2 separate regions of the Ovis aries genome follow, and region 1 is linked to region 2. The links are chromatin contacts, called in public Hi-C maps. All regions are on one chromosome and are shown on one strand. Each heading gives the region's core, a stretch centred on a gene start, on an enhancer-like site or on the middle of the called end of the contact. The rest is flanking DNA. Distances are from core to core; before and after follow the strand shown.

The links. Hi-C and Micro-C count contacts between places; a contact is called where the count stands out from the background.
Region 1: a contact with region 2 is called in a Hi-C map of tail adipose tissue, with 2.1 times the contacts expected there. The contact joins two enhancer-like sites. A contact is called at or near these places in 4 of 16 Hi-C or Micro-C datasets (muscle, omental adipose tissue and tail adipose tissue).

The regions. Positions count from the first base shown.
Region 1 is chr8:47,400,035-47,403,565 of ARS-UI_Ramb_v3.0, forward strand. The region is part of intron 2 of BACH2 (BTB domain and CNC homolog 2); the gene reads left to right. Among named protein-coding and RNA genes, the nearest start is that of BACH2, 82 kb to the left of the region's middle. Within about 2 kb of position 2,132, at least 43 of the 54 cell types and tissues checked have an H3K27ac peak or open chromatin away from gene starts, as enhancers often do. A contact at or near this core is called in muscle and tail adipose tissue, where this site is marked.
Region 2 is chr8:47,252,737-47,256,628 of ARS-UI_Ramb_v3.0, forward strand. No RefSeq gene overlaps it. Among named protein-coding and RNA genes, the nearest start is that of BACH2, 65 kb to the right of the region's middle. Within about 2 kb of position 2,500, at least 33 of the 54 cell types and tissues checked have an H3K27ac peak or open chromatin away from gene starts, as enhancers often do. A contact at or near this core is called in muscle and tail adipose tissue, where this site is marked.

The DNA.
Region 1 (3,531 bases), core at 882-3,381, 150 kb after region 2:
AGGTAAACTATGAAAATGTTGAAGTTGTGAACTGATCATTTTTCTCCCTTTTTATTAGTGATGTTGTGATGGTAGTAATTCATCTTAAGTTTGTATTATGGTTTGGGGGTTAAAAAACAGCATTTAATTAAACCCATCTTCTATGGACAATTTCTTAAGGCTTCTGAAATTGAAAGTTCCTTTTCTATCATTTTCTAAAACCTATGGGCAGCAGAATTTTGATGTCACTTATTGGTAGAAGTAGCAAACAAAAGGCCTATTCAAATCACGAAACGAGGATTGACAAGGACAGTGGGCGTAAGATGTCCGCTCAGGTAGTGGCCTCCTGACACCCTTGTTAGCCTGAATAAACAGCGTTCCCCTGACTGAACCTCCGTATTGCTGCCACGTTGATAAAATCTGACATTCTGCTTAATCACTTTTTAATGATACTCTTCCTTTTCTTCTTGGTATGTGAGAAACCAGCCTTTTAATTTTTTTAAGGTGTGGGAAAGAATTAACTTTCAGTTCCTAATTCAGTAAAATGGGCTGGTATTACACATATAATTCTAGTGGGAATGGGGGCAAAATTATCTAATTTCTGCTTACCACTGTCTCGTCTTAAATTAAAAAAAAAAATTATAAACTACCTGAAATCATGTAAAGAAAAAATCTGAGTTAAATACTTGGGAGATGTTGCAAGAAAAGTGCCTGAATTCCGATAGTCTGTCCCCTGTTATGATTGTGTTCGATGAAAATGCCAATGTCAATAAGCATAAGTTTTGCAAATTATCAGTTTGTTGAAAAAGGCTGGGGGCTCTTATTCTTCTGAGGTGGGATCTCTTTCAGTTTAGGCTCCGTAGGGAAAGAAGAAAGAAAGAAAAATACACACGTGGGATTGAATCCTTGAGGGCAGAGAAAGAAACAGAGTCCTTTCCTTGGCTTGGTTATTTGTAGCCGGTGTGTCATCTGGGTGAGACTGATGTCATGCGAATTGAATGCAGAGGCAAATTTAGGGGTGTGTGTGTGTGTGTGTGTGTGTGGCGTTTAAAAGCTCAGAATATGGAGTGAGTGTGAAGGGCACCACAACCACCCCTGGATCTGTCAAGAATGTACCTATTTTTAACATCCTGGATCAAGTGTCAGCACTCAATAGGGGTGAGGAAGGGTAGGGACCGCGTGGGGCGGACGAGGACGGGAACCGGTCCTCTGGCGTGTTTTCAATACAGCTGTGCATTCTTAATAGCTCGGCCGCTGCCGCCAGGTAAAGTTTTCTTTGCACGTGATGAATGGCAGAGAATTCTTTAGCCGAGGGAACCAAAGGAGCTGGGAGGCGGAAAGGGGAAGGGCAGAACGGAAAAGAGAGAAAAAGAAACACAGCTCCAGAGGGAGATGGTCTGTGCTTTGCAGTTGCTTGTGTGGATAGAAACCAGATGGTGAGCTGGAACCGTGCTCTGCTCCGCTAGCTGGGGAGCCAAACATATGGTTAATGGTCGGGAGAAACAGCTCCTCGAGCCAGGGCTTTGCTGACTGCTTCATATTACAGATTGTTACAGTGTGTCATTACATTGCCAACCTAAGTGCTTAATACCCACTGCGGGCGGGCGCTGGGCATCCACTCACAAGAAAGACTTTGAGCTCTGTGCTGGCTCAGGATATAGAAGTGACATCATAGGGAGGCTTAAAATGTCTGGTGTTGGGAGGTGGAAAGAAGGGTAATTTTGTAGTGGAAACAATATTTTTTTTCTTTTCTTCTCTCTTTTTTTTTTAATGAGCCAATCCTTCTCACTACCGAACTCTACTGTTTTTCTGAGGACCTTTTTGTATATCTCTCTCTCTGTCTCTTTCTCACACACACACACACACACACACACACAAGTCCTTGGGCAAAAATCTAACCCCAGTCCCTGTCCCCCCACTTTCACCTGGACACCCCATCCCTGGCCTTCGCAAGCCCCACATTTGAAGTTTCTGTTTGGGGCGCTTTGGGCCACAGCAGGCCCGTGTTATCTAAGGAACTGCTGAGCCCATTCATCTGCTTTTCACGGCCCGCTTCCTTTTATTTTTAGCCAAATCCGTCAGGCCTGACAGGCGGGTAATTCGAGCCAGAGAAAGGGCAGCGCTCCAGGTCCTTTCCACAAAGCAATTCTTCTCCTCCCTCCTGGGAGGGCTCCAGACTTGGCCTGCTTCAGGCAGATGGATTTGTTGAGTCATGTGAGATCATTTACACAAAAACACAGTGAGGCAATGGAAATTGAAAAAAAAAAAAGCAGGGTGGGGGTAGAGGAAAGAGGAGGGGAAGGCCGGGGTGTGAGCAGGGAGCAGAGGAATGTGCGGGGAGGCAGCTAGATGAGGAATGCGTAGATTCATTTGTGTATAAGGTAATGTCTCGTTTACACTGCGGGTGGAGCCAGGCTGCAGAGGCGCCTCCAACCACTGGCCTGTATTTACACGAGGAAAGAGGTGTAGGGGAAACTTCATTTTTTTTTTTTTTTTGGCTTAATTTTTCAAGCAACACCCACCAAACAAAGACCACACTGTTGACAGCCTTGGGTTCCAGTAGCGGTAAACTACCAAGGAGATGGTTTACAGAAAAAGGAGTTTGCTCTGTGATGTAATACAAGTTGGCTTTGTCCTGGTTCCAGCATGACTGAGGCAGCAGGGGAGGGAGGAGAGGAAAATTGGAATGGGAGTCTCGGTTAATGGTTTCCAGAGATGATTTAGCAGGGCTGGAGTGGAGCAAGGAAAGTGGGTTATGGTGGAGAACTACTCCGAGGTGCCCCATAATTGCGGTAGGTAAAATAAAGTCATTACGGTGGCTTCCCTTGCTCAAGAGCCATTGAGCAATGGTTTTGAAATGCCAAGGAAGGTATCACTTTTTCCCCACCAAGATATTCATTTCCCTCTTGCCTCTGGAACATGAAAAAAAAGAAAGCCCAATTCTTACATCATGGTCAACAGTATTAACATTTAGTGAATCAGTTTTGTTTACTGTTTATACCACAGGCCCTTAAAACATTCCATTAAGAAACTGTCTCCTGCTCATTCATGAATTTTTTTTGCTCTTTCTGATTTGCTTACATGCATGTGCTGTGTTTAAAAAGGGCTTTTTCCTTCTTTTGTGGGAATGAAAGAGTTCGTGAGAGAATGATGACTGGGTTATGGAAACGTACATTCTTATATCAGATGCAATGAAAGTATGCTATGTAGAGGAAAGGGGGTGTTTTGAAACAGGTACAGAAAATTAGAAATGGGAGAATTTCAAAATAAGCACCACGATTATTTTCATTATGATACCTTTCTGCAGTTCTGCATTTATTTAGTGTCCTACCATGCAGCTGTTTTTCTAACCTTCCTAGAATGTAGGTCAACATCACCACGGTTCCTCATATTTTTGCTGGTATTGTGAAAGTTGAAGTATTTTGCCATTTTTTCCCCCCAGCCCTACATCTACTCAGGTTACATGTATGGTTTTAGTAATCATGGAGGCGAGCTCAGCAATTCCTTCTGTTTGGGCTCACCACTGAATCATGATGGTAAGCACAGAGATCA
Region 2 (3,892 bases), core at 1,250-3,749:
TTTATGCTTCTAAGTATCCAGGCCTCTTGAAAAAAGCATATCTGGCTGTGCTTGCATGAATTGACTAAACTTCTCACTCTAATGAGCTAAGAAAGATTTTAAAGTGACAAACTATTATATCTGACAATAAGTGTGTAGCCGTGACCTTAATGAATGAATGTGCTCATAATTCACCTCCATGGAAGGGTCAGAGACACAACAGTGGTCTTCAGCTATGGTAGACTGTTTGGGGGCCAAGCCTCAGCAAAAGACGGTGCCACAGAGAAAAGTCAGAGCCTCCACTTTAGTGCTTCAACTCACCTCCCCTGGAATTTCACCCACTGGATGTCCCAAGAATGCCCACTCTCCCTTCCTAAGCCTTGAATCCAACCAGGAGACAGGCTGTGACTTCACATGTGGATGTTCACATGCAGAGCCCCTGGATGGATAGGAATAAGCCCTTGATGAAAGGATGGGTAATTGTATTGGCTGGCCAATGTACTTTCAAACCAAAATGCTCGTGTTTAGTGTTAGTTTTAGTGGATAGAGGGCCTCACTCCTTCTAAGACCTAAAACTCACCCAGAACTGCATGTATTCTTAGATCCGTATTTCTGCTCATTTTCCCCTTTAACTATGGTAATCCCAGTGTTTCTCTCCCTTGACTACACACATTCACCCTGATTTACATGATGGACTTCTAAGTGTTGGAAACAGCAGTGACACAAATATGCACCCTGCACTCACTCACAGGGGGTAGATGTACATGGATGCACCCACACACGAGTGTACTTTCTTTTCAAAGAGTATCATCAAAAAATAAATAAACAAGCTCCTTGAACAGCCTCAAAGTCAAAGTCTTAACGTTTTGAACTGTGGTATTTGCATTGATAAATACCAGTGTTTTTACAGGGTACTGTACCCTGGTGTTTCAAAAAACCTGTTTAGTTGGATCGCTCTTTTTCAGATTAGAGAGTCTCCGTCAATTAACATTGGTACATGTGTGCCCAGTCATTTCAGTCATGTCCAGCTCTGCAACCCCATGGACTGTACCCCTCAGGCTCCTCTGTCCATGAGATTCTCCAGGCAAGAATACTGGAGTGGGTTGCCATGCCCTCCTCCAGGGGATCTTCCCAACCCAGGGATCGAACCTGTCTCCTGGGTCTTCTGCATTGCAGGCAGATTCTTTACCTCTGAGCCATCAGGGAAGCCCCATTTAAAATAATTAATCCTCATATATGAAAAACATATTCAAAATTTTTAGAACTCTGGACTTTTCTTCTGAACTTAATATAGACAATAACATTGACTACTGTGGAATTTTATATGAACCTACTGGGCATGCCTATGTGCTAAGTCACTTGAGTCATGTCCAACTCTATGCCATCCTATGGACTGTAGCCCGCCAGGCTTCTCTGTCCATGGGATTCTCCAGGCAAGAATATTGGAAAGGGATGCTAAGCCCTCCTCCAGGGGATCTTCCCGATCCAGGGATCGAACCGGGCCTCCTGCATTGCAGGCAGATTCTTTACCATTGAGCCTCCAGGGAAGCCCCCATGCACCTACTACTTTTGGAATAAATTATCCCTGGCTGATAGATAAGCAACCATTATGGGCTGAATTTTGTACTCCTCCCCCAAATACACATGCTAAAGTTCCAAGCTCCAGCCCCTGGGAATGTGATCTTATTTGGAGATAGGGTCATTGCAGATGTAATTAGTTGAGATGAGGTCATAGCGGAGCACAGTGGGCCCCAATCCAATATGACTGATGTCCTTATCAAAGGGGAAACTTGGAGACAGACACATACAGGGAGAACACGATGTGAAAATGAAGGCAGAGATCCTGGTGTTGCTTCTTCAAGTCAGGGAACAGCACCGTTTGCCAGCAAAACACCAGAAGCTAGAAGAGAAGCATAAGCCAGATTTTCCCTCACAGCTCTCGAAGGAACCAACCCTGCTGACACCTCGATCTTGGACTTCTAGCCTCGAGGACTGTGAGACAATAAACTGTGCTGTTTAAGCCTCCGTTTACAGCACTTCATTATGTCAGCCACAGGAAACTGAAACAATAACCAAATTTGGGGATTTTCTCCTCTAGGCTTATTTCTAAATTATCAAGTCCAAATGACTCAAACAATTTGTATAAGGCTGCTTTGTTCATTCTACTAACTGCACACACACAGCCACGTCCATACACGGAGAGGAGTGACTGGACTTGGCCCTATCGAGAGCCGTTGCCGGGAATGCCCCACAGACCGTGCTGTAGCTTAGACGTCAACAGGGGTGGTGTTTTCTTACTCTCAGTCTTGAATCAGTAAAAAAAGAAGAAGAAAAAAAAAGCACACTTGCGTATTCACGGGTTTGGGCCCAGTCATGATTCCTTTAAAGACGCTGCCAATAGATTTTAGTCATTCTCTGGCAAAGGTTTCTCTTCGACCGCAAACACTGCATAGTTGCGGAATGACTCACCACTTTGAGTGATCTAATTCCTTGACCAGCACATGCCTGCTGCTCTCAGCACACACTGTCTTTAGTGGTGTGTTTTGTTTTGCTCTTTTCTCCCAGGGCTTCTTTCATAGTTTCGTAAGGACATGGTAAGGGCTTTACTCTGAGTCCTCAGAGAGGATAAATCTTGCTTCCTCAGCAGCCTGCGACCTGGCTACTCATCAAGAACCAAAATGTGAAGTCTTATTAAGCTTTCTCATACCATGAGCTAAGCTAGAGGTGGCGTGATTATTGCAAAAAAACAGTTAAGTGTGGGCTGAAAAAAAATTTTTTTCCCCAAACTGGAAGCCGTTTGCTAAAGAGTCCAGGGGAAAAAACAAAAGGGAAGATGCTGAATGGTGTTCCAGGAAAGATGGTGGAGTGAAGTTCACCCCACGTTACCAGCCAGGGTCCCACAGAGATTCAACCTGCATCACCAAATAACACCCAGAAGTTATTTCTATCAATAAAGTTTAAAGAAAATAAGCTACCTCTGAGCTTATTTTCACATGATTTTATTTTAATGTGTGTTACAGGTATTTTCCCATCCAATATACTATATAAGCACAAGCTGTTTTGTTCTTTAACCAAGAAGTAATTTTTTCTCCAAGGCTGATAGATTGAAACATTTTGAATATTTGTAACATTTTCTTTCAAGAAGAATTTGTATGACTTTCTGGCCAGCACTTTTTTGAGTGGTTTTTTTTTTTTCTCTTTTTTCTTCCATGAGTGGGTTCCAAAATTCTAGAGATAGAAATTGGAGAAATGAAACCATCTACAAAATGAAAAGATAACCTACTGAATGGGAGAAATATATATGCAAATTGTATATCTGATAAGGGATTAATACTCAAAATAAAGAATTCATATAACTCAAGAGCAAAACCCCAAATGATCCAATTTAAGAATGGACAGTCAGTCAGTTCAGTCACTCAGTCGTTTCCGACTCTTTGTGACCCCATGAATCACAGCATGCCAGGCCTCCCTGTCCATCAGCAACTCCCGGAGTTCACTCAAACTCACATCCATCGAGTCAGTCATGCCATCCAGCCATCTCATCCTCTGTCGTCCCCTTTCTCCTCCTGCCCTCAATCCCTCCCAGCATCAGAGTCTTTTCCAATGAGTCAGCTCTTCACATGAGGTGGCTCAAGTATTGGAGTTTCAGCCTTAGCATCAGTCCTTCCAATGAACACCCAGGACTGGTCTCCTTTAGGATGGACTGGTTGGATCTCCTTGCAGTCCAAGAAACTCTCAAGAGTCTTCTCCAACATCACAGTTTAAAAGCATCAGTTCCTCGGTGCTCAGCTTTCTTCAAGAATGGACAGAGCAACTTAATAAACATTTTTTTTTTTCCAAAGAAGATATACAGATGGCCAATAGACACACGACATGATGTTCAATATCACTAAGCACCAGGGAAATCCAAATC